2 separate regions of the Ovis aries genome follow, and region 2 is linked to region 1. Evidence: chromatin contacts called from public Hi-C data. All regions are on one chromosome and are shown on one strand. The core of a region is the stretch at or near the end of the contact, and the rest is flanking DNA. Distances in the headings are between cores, read along the strand shown.

Region 1 (4,232 bases), core at 1,214-3,713:
CAGGAGCTCCAGCTTCCGAGCCTTGCTTTGGAGAAGACAGTGCTCTGACTTCTTTTCCAGGTTATGAGTCGGAAGGGCCCGGCCCCGGAGCTGCAGGGTGTGGAAGTGGCCCTGGCACCTGAAGAGTTGGAGCTGGATCCCATGGCCATGACCCAGAAGTATGAGGAGCACGTGCGGGAGCAGCAGGCACAAGTGGAGAAAGAAGACTTCAGTGACATGGTGGCTGAGCATGCTGCCAAGCAGAAGGTGGGCGCTCACTCGGGGCTGGCTGTGTGAGAGCCATGGACCAGGGCTGCCTTTCCCCGTGGGGTGGTGCCCTCTAGTGGTGAGAGGAAGGGAGGACACAGTGGCTGCTGCCCTGAGCTTCCTGGGTGCTGGGAACCTTCGGAATCCTCTGGTGGGGTGCCCTCTTTAAGGTCGATGAAGCTGAGACACAGGGAGGGGAAGGAACTCGTCTGAGTCTGAGGATTCCAGTTTCTAGACTTTTCCCACAGACGTATGTGGCCACATCAGGCTGCCCACCCTTGTTTGGGGAATCAGCGGGTTGTTTAACCTGTTGTGACCTGTTTTTCTTTCCTACAGCAAAAGAAACGGAAAGCTCAGCCTCAGGACAGCCGTGGCGGCAGCAAGAAATATAAGGAGTTCAAATTTTAAGTCCCCGTCTTACACCTGGCCTTCTTTAAGGCCCTTTGCTTGGACATCTGGGCTGCTTGATACTTGGGCACGAAGAACCAGCTCTCCTGCTATTCCCAAGGCCTTGTCGTTTTCATGTTCTTATTTTAGACCTGTTTTGTAAATAAAGCTGTTTCCCAAGGAAAGAGATGAATATGTAACACTCCTGGTCCTCCCTCTTTTAGTCCCCTCCCTCCCGCAAAAGGATGAAAACAGCCATTTTCTGTGGCCTAAAGTGGTCCAGTATCTGGGGGCGGGCACCTAGAGAAGATGTTACAGTTGAGACTGGTGATGAAGCTAAAGCCACTCTGAGACTTTTTTTTTTTAACCACTGCCCGCTTTTGTAGGAAGGCTCTGGAGGAAGGACCTCCAGGTCTGGTTTGACCTTACTAGTGTGTCCTTGGGGACTAAAAATAGCCAGCTTAGTGCCCAGCTGGGCTGAGGAAGTGCAGTGGGCTTGGGAAGTAGGCCAGGTCAGGCCTTCCTAACAGACCTTGTGGCCGAGTCCAGGTCCTCACCTGGAGAGAACGCAGCTCAAATCCTCTAGATTGTCCTGAGTCCATATGAGCCCCTGGGTGATTTCATCAACCATCTCTAGGTTTTGGAGGTGGGGGTGTGGTTGGGGGCTGCTTTCCTAGGCTCTAGTCCCCTGTGTCCCTGGAAGTCTTTCTGACAGGCTGGACTGGGTTGGTCCCATGGGTCCCACCGGCAGTTGCCAAGCACTGGGGAGAGAAGTCACACAGTGCTGCTGTACCACTCATGCTGGTGTTAAGCACCATCTGAGGAGCTGCCATGCGGGAGGCTTCCAGATGCTTCCTGGAGCGGGGAGTGTGGGTGACTCCAGGGAGGATAAGGCAGTTGAGTAAGACCTCAGAAGGAATAGGATTGTAGAAATATAGTAAGTGATGAGGCAGAAAAACAGTCAAAGTATAAGAAATTGAGGGCAGAGATGGGGACTTGGGACTCTAATGGTTCTTTAGGAGGGGGACATCGTGGTCAGAAAATAAAGGCTTAGCTTTAGAATTCACCCGTGCCAAACGGCTTTTTGGATTCTAGGTCTGAGCCCCTGCCCACACTGGGGAGAAGCGGCGGAAACTGCCTGGCCCAGCGGCGTCCAGTAGACCACTGGGTCCCCATGGCGCCCTTTGCTGGTCGTGGCGAAGAAGCCCCCCGGGGCCGCAGAGCGGGCGCCAAGTCGGCGGTCGGAAAGCGGGTTTGGGCGTGCGGCGGGTCGGGCCTCAGGTCTACAGACCGGAGGGGGCCAAGGCGCGCTCCCGCGGCAGCCCTCTCCGGGCCGGGACCGCGCCCCGGAAAAGCGGAGTTTCCGCTTGGCTCTGCTGCCACCGCGGAAAAGGAGAGGGGAGAGAAACGGGCGGCGAGGTTCAGCGGGCTGCCGCCGGGCCGCGAATTTGAGGAGAGGACCAGGCGGAGGGCGCCTAGCCGCCGACCCCCTCCCCCGAGGAGCGAGGGGCGCGCGCGCCCACAGGCCCGCCCGGGGCGCGCGCCCGAGCGCGGCCCCGCCCCCGGGCGCTGGGTGGGGCGGGCGCGGGCCGGGGCTCCCCGCCCCCTCCCCGGACACGCCCACCCAGTGTCTCGGCGGCGCGAGCCGCAACAGGCAGCGGCGGGCGAGCGCGAGGACCGCGCGCCGCGAGGCCCCGCGCGTGCGTGCAGCTCGCGCTCGCGCGCTCGAGCGGGCGGGCTGAGCAGACGAATCGAGCCCCCGCGGCCGCCGCGAGAGAAGCCTGGGCGGTCCTTTCGGCCTTCGCCTCGATCCCCGTAACCCCCGCGCCTCCCCGCCCCCGGCCGGGCCATGGCGGAACGCGGAGGGCCGGGCGGTGGTCCCGGAGGCGCCGGGGGCGGCAGCGGCCAGCGGGGCTCCGGGGTCGCCCAATCCCCGCCGCAGCCGCCGCCGCCGCAGCAGCAGCCGCCGCCGCAGCAGCCGACGCCCCCCAAGCTGGCCCAGGCCACCTCGTCGTCCTCGTCCACCTCGGCGGCGGCCGCCTCGTCCTCGTCCTCGTCCACCTCCACCTCCATGGCCGTCGCGGTGGCCTCGGGCTCCGCGACTCCCGGCGGCCCGGGGCCAGGCCGCACCCCCGCCCCCGTGCAGATGAACCTGTACGCCACCTGGGAGGTGGACCGGAGCTCGTCCAGCTGCGTGCCCAGGTGAGCGGCGGGCGGGGGGCGACCAGGCCCTCGGGGACCGCCCAGCCGGGGCTGTGACAGGCCCCCGCCTTCCTATTCTTCCCCGTCCCGTCGGCCAAGGGGGGCGCCCCGGCCCTGGATTCCCCCTCGGCTGCCCCGCTGCGTCCCTGCCCGGCCTCCCGGGGACTCCTCCCGAGGGGACCCCGCCCTCCTCTGGCATGCCCACCTTCGGCCTCGGGCCGGGACCACCCTCTTGCCCTCCCAGAGCGGGGCCCAGTGGATTCTCTGCCCTGGGCCTTCTGACAGAATCCGGCCTTCCTGTCCGTTTCCCCGTGAAAGTCACAGACTTTCTTCCCTGCCTCGCCAGCGCCCGTGGGCTGTACCTGTGTTACAAGGATGTGGTATAGATCTCTCTAGATATTATTATTTCCCAATATACTTGGCATGTGCCAAACTTGGTTGTCATCTTCTGCCGGGTAAAGCCCATACTAACCCTTAGGGCTTCTAGTTTGTGTTCAAAACACACGTCCATTTGTACTCCAGATACACACATTCTGTCCAGGCTTTTATGGTCTTGGAAAAGTCCTATTTAGTGTGTTTTCAAGTGTATTTTTCATCCTTCCCCACCCCCAGTAACCGGTCACATATTCTCCTAGCTCTGCAGGGCACATAAAACTACTGCCTTGTTCCTAACTGCAATCCATTCCTGTCTGTTGGAACCATCTGGGGACTTTCCATTGGTAAAATATTCCTGAGTTGGGCTGTTTTCTGTTTCCGTATGGGCAAGGTAGTCTTCTCACACACTTTGGAGACAGTGTGCAGTGTCTCACAGCTTACCCCTTGACTAGATAGACACTGTGGAGTTGATTTCAGCCAGGAAGCCCAGAGAAGTGCCTGAAGATGGTCTTTTTTCCTGTCACCTCTAAATCGAGTTGATTCTGTTGTCTTGGAGTGTGACTTGCTCCTCACTCTGGAAGCCCCGTCTTGGGCAGATGGACATGTAAGTGGGGGTTAGGGAGCACGGCTTGGTTACATCTTCAACTCTCCTTTTTCTCCAGCCCCCTTCTGTTTTGAATTGTTTCATGCATACAAAATGATGTATGTCCTAGAGAGGACTTTAAAATTTAAAAAATGACAAGAAGCGCATATCTGTCCTTGACTCAGCTTGAGAAACAGCATTAGAGTTGCGTTGGAGCCCTGGGTGCTTCTTCCCCACCACGTCCCCTGCTTCCCCCTACAAAGGTAAACATTATTCTGAATTGTGTGTCCCTCATTTCCCGGTCTTTTAAAATTAGTTTTACTACGTGTGTGCATCTCTAGACAATGTTTTTTCGTTGTGAATGTTTTGGGAAGTTTATATAAATGCTATCATAATGTGTGTGTTCTGTAACCTATTTGTGTCTGTGTGTGTTGTGTGT
Region 2 (4,743 bases), core at 503-3,002, 42 kb after region 1:
AGAGCCTGTATACCTCATAAAGAATGTGATATCAAAGATACCTGCAGAGTATATTCAAGGTAGCATGGTTTCGATAAAGCATGATAAGCACCTTAAAAAAAAAAAAGGACTGAAGCACTGCTCCGGGTGCAACGTGGATGAACCTCAGCGTCTTAACCGCTGGACCACCAGGGAAGCCCTAGCAAAGCACTTTTTAAGTTGCAGTGCTGTCGCTTATTTTCAGGCATGCTCTTGGAACTTGCCGTCAAGGCTAGTCAGGCTTCAGTACCAGGGGACAAGTACGTGCCATGGAAGTATGGCTATTCCACAAAACAACCAGAAAATGCAGCTCGTCTGAGTTGACAGGAAGATGTGAGAAGTGTGCGTTTTAAACTCTCAGTTCTCTTAGAGACGATGACTTGTGTACTTTGATCATGGTGTAGGCTTACCACTTCAGAAATCTTGTTCTTAATGTTCATGATTCATCTTGTTTCTATCAGTACAGTAGCTGAAGTAAACACTGTTTTGAGGTGTGGCAGATAGAAGGCTCTCCAATGATCACACTCTTGCTCTGACATTAATAAATAGGTTTTCTTCTTTGTTTTTCTTCCCTTTGATTCATAGAGTCATCTAGCCCTTTTTCCATACTAAGATTTTTTTAAAAAATACACAACAGCCTGTGAATGATGTGAAAAATTTCCCCAAACTCCCTCACTTCTCTTCCGGTCCCCTGACACACTGTCCTGAGTATTTAAATACAGCATTTGTACAGACTCATTTAAATGTTTTACGTAAGCAGAATCACCATGAGTTGTTTAGCTTGTCCTTTTCCTGTGACAGAGGTGTCTTGGAGGTTCTTCTGTTTCTGTACTTGGAGGTCTTTCCCATTCTTTTTCATGGCTCTGTAGTATTCCATGAAATTGACAAAACACAGTTTGTTTAACTAATCCCACTAAATGAATAGTTAGTTTATTTCCAGTTTTCACTTTAACAATCAGTGAAATTAGATGAATGTAAACAATTTGTGTTTTTAGGGTTTTTCACTTCTTTTTTTATTCAGTTATGTAATTACCTGTACAACGGATTCTAAAAAAAGCTTATTGGTACCTCACTGATGTTGTAAAGTTGGAATGACACTGAAGACCTTTGCTTTGAAAGAAAAGGTTGAAAATAAATTTTCCGTGCTCGTGGGCTTTATTCATCATTGTGTTTTCAGGGCTTTCTCTTGAAGTGTGACTATAAAGCAAGAGCACTATGAGTAGTTACAGAATTATATTACAGTTTTTATTGGGCCAGTTCAGAAGAAGAGTTTACCTCTAAGGATCAGAACCAGAACAGTACAAGAGGTCGGCAGTTGGTTAGAAAGGTTGCTCTCGGTTGGTATTTTCTCACTGAGCTGGAGTCAAGCCTATGTGAAAACTGTTTCTCTTGCTCTCTTTTTCAACTTGAAATCCTCTTAATACACATCATTACCATGGAACTTTCTGTCGTCGATGACCAGCTGTTGCTGGTTTCCTGGCACTTGAAATGTTATTAATAAAAACAACCCCCTCAGAAAAAAAAAACACATACAGAAAACAAACCCACAAAAAAACCCTATGTCTTCCTGTTTCCTTCTATGTATGATGCACATACATGGATAATTCTGATGTTTAAGGAGATTTAGAAGGTAATATTTTAAGTACATGGGCTTGAGTGTCTCAGAACCCTGCTGATACAAGTGTATTTCCTCCACTCTGTTTTGGGCCAGCTGTGAGGGCGAGGAGCGGGCTGATGTTTGCCTGGCCACCCAAGAAGAGCCCAGACTGCCTTCCTGTGAGGTGCTGACAGCCCTGCCGTTGTGAAACGTTCAAGGACACGGTTTCTGTCCTATTAACTGACCTTGATGTCAACCTCCTCTTCCCACCCCACCTTTCTTTCTCGAGTTTCTGGTTGGCTCTTCTAATTCATTGGCACACTGCAGAGTGAAGGCGTTGCAGTTGGTGGAAGTTATTGCATTTCTCTGAAGCTTTGAGCTGTCTGGGCGCTGAGCTTCCTTTCGTTTAGGACTTTGTGAGACAAACAATGTAGGCAGCCTGTCACGGCTGAGGGTTTACATTCCTGTTAACCTTTTAATTTACAGTGAATAAGATGAGTTAGCAACAAAACATTTCCTCTCTTTAAGAGTTGCCTTGGCAAGAAGTTGGAAATCTAGAACCTTGTTGCAGAGGAGTGTGGCTGTTGTGAATGAGTTGTCTCTTACCGTCACTGTGCAGTTAGGTGTTAATACACTTAAGCCGGAAAGAGACTGAAGGCCAGGCAGCAGAAGCTTCGGAGGACGAGGGTAGAGTGTAGGGAGGGTGGGTCAGCAGGAGACCTGACCGGTGGATTTTGTTCGCTGACTAACCTGGGGGCCTTTAACTTCTCCACCGCACATCCTTTCTTTGCCCTCAGCTATTAAGTTTATTATAGGTGCGTGAGGTTGCGTTTATAAAAGGTTTCCAGTGCTGCTAAGAAGGTACGAGTAGATATGAGGTGTGTATTCTAGGGCTTCCCTGGCTCAGCAGTAAAGAACCGGCATGCCAAGCAGGAGACTCAGGTTCGATCCCTGGGTTGGGAAGAACCCTGGAGAAGGAAGCAGCAATCCACTTCACTGTTCTTGCCTGGGAAATCCCATGGCCAGAGGAGCCTGGTGGGCTACAGTCCTTGGGGTCCAAAAGACAGATCCTAGAACTGCCTCCGACTCCTCTTAGAATATAGCTCCTGGGAGACAAGAGGTTTGTTTACACATTTGACATATTTTTCTCGGGCCTCTGTTATATACCAGCCATTTTGTAGGTTTTGGAGATAGAGTGGTTAACAAAATAGATTAACTCCACTGCCCTCATGGAAGCAAGGTTGTAGTTGGGGAGACATCTACCAAATGAGAGAACACAAGTCAGGTATGTGCCGTGTGTTAGATAGTGACAAACGCCAGCAGAAAAAATGAAGCCAGGAAAGGAGACAGGAAGTGTCAGGGAGAGGTCGTGTGGGCTAATTACGATAACCCGCTTCCTTTTTAAACTACGCAGACGGTTTTATGTATTCAAAACCATTGTTCTGAGAAAGGAGCTGCTGGCTTCTCTGGGCTGCCAGAGGAACCCACGGCACAGAGAAAGTTAATGACCCAGCACAAGGCCATCCGTCCAACCACGTGTGATTGAAGCTGTTTATCTCTCTTTTATGCTTTTTGTGATAATGGTGCGGTAGACTTTCCCGTGTTGATGTTCATATTGCAGCTGTAATTGTGGCTTCTCAGGTTTTCTTTAAACCATCTGAAGCCATCATTCGTCCTGGGGGCTAATGTTCCAGGGACAGTAATTTTTTCATCTGTGTTCCGCAGATCCCCCAGGGCACCCCAAGCCTTTCTGGAGACTCAGTGGTCATTTTAAATTGATGCTTGGACCTTCTTCATCCAGATTCATCTAAACAAGTTAGTCAGATGCCTGGCTTGAGGGGAGGCATGAGTATAAAGAATAGATGGAGGGGCTGGTGTATATTTATGGGCCATAAACAACAGAGATTGTTAACAGATGCGAAATGTAGATAAGCCACTGACTTAACTCCTTAGGTGTGTGTCATGGAACCGCTGTCAACTCCTTGTGCTGGTGTCTGTGTTTATATGAAAAAAAGAATTTCTGAGCTTATTCCTTTTTTATTTTCCTTCTCACCCTTCCCTCCAGGTTTTTTTTTTTTTTTTTTTTGAGCATCTATGTTGGCTGGTTTAGTCCCTAAGTCGTGCCCCCTTCTTGGGAACCCGTAGACTATATATAGCCTGCCAGGCTCCTCTGTCCATGGGGTTGGCTAGGAATATAGATGTAAAAAGAGACAGAAACATACGCAGATGATTGACTGGGTATATTATGGTAAGTGTTAGGGTAGCGATAGGCCCAAGTTTCAGTGAGAACTCAAAACTGGGACACTTCCCCCAAGTGGGAGTGGAGGAGGGTCTGCGAAGGCCTCCCGAATCAGTGGCTCCAGCACTGAGTCAAGAAAAAGGCTGCACGACTCCCCTGATGGTCCAGTGGTTGAGAATCCGCCTGCCAGCGCAGGGGACATGGGTTCGATCCCTGGTCCTGGAGGATTCCACATGCTGTGGAGCAGCTGAGCATGGGCGCCACGACTACTGAAGTTACCCACGCCTGGAGCCCATGCTCTACAACAAGAGGAGCCCCGGAAGTGAGACGCCCTCACACTGCCATCAGAGTAGCCCCCACTTGCCGCACTAGAGAAAGCCTACTGCGTGCATCAATGAAGACCCCGCACAGCCAAAAATAACCAACTAAATAAATTTAAAAAAGAAGAAAGTGAAAGGCTGTAGCCTTGCTCTGTGGCTCACTACTTTTCCTTTGATCTCTTCTGACTTTCTCTTCGTTGGTTTAATGCAGGTTCACCTGATACCCTCTGGTCCACTACCTGTTCTTCTACAGACCGAAAGCTGTAGTTTTTAAAGTAGCTGGAAAAAAATCAGAAGAACAATAATATTTCATGGCATGTGAAAATGATATGAAATTCAAATCTTTGAGTCTACATATAAAACTTTATTGGAGTTTTATATGTAGCCAGGCTCATTTGTTTATTGTCTGTGTCTGCTTTTTTTTTTTTTTTTTCCACTTACGTGCTTTAATTCCCTGCTAAAAGGCAGGAGGCGGCAGAGATGATGGTGGTGAAATGGAATGCATGAAAGCCTGTTATCTTCTGCTCGCTGATTGCAAGTAATGCACAGGAAGTGTTTGCGGCGCCTCT

Evidence for each region. A called contact is a pair of places that touch in the nucleus more often than the background predicts.
Region 2: a contact with region 1 is called in a Hi-C map of liver, with 2.2 times the contacts expected there. The contact joins the enhancer-like site here to the promoter of PACS1 in region 1. A contact is called at or near these places in 8 of 16 Hi-C or Micro-C datasets (blood, hypothalamus, liver and 3 more).

What each region holds. Positions count from the first base shown.
Region 1 is chr21:40,586,001-40,590,232 of ARS-UI_Ramb_v3.0, forward strand. It overlaps PACS1 (phosphofurin acidic cluster sorting protein 1), which reads left to right and starts at 2,464. Exons shown (of 24, transcript XM_027959538.3): 1 at 2,464-2,835. The coding sequence starts at 2,483. SF3B2 (splicing factor 3b subunit 2) reads left to right here. Exons shown (of 22, transcript XM_027959264.3): 21 at 61-246; 22 at 583-833. The coding sequence ends at 654.
Region 2 is chr21:40,629,104-40,633,846 of ARS-UI_Ramb_v3.0, forward strand. The region is part of intron 1 of PACS1 (phosphofurin acidic cluster sorting protein 1); the gene reads left to right. Among named protein-coding and RNA genes, the nearest start is that of PACS1, 43 kb to the left of the region's middle. Within about 2 kb of position 1,753, at least 13 of the 54 cell types and tissues checked have an H3K27ac peak or open chromatin away from gene starts, as enhancers often do. A contact at or near this core is called in liver, where this site is marked.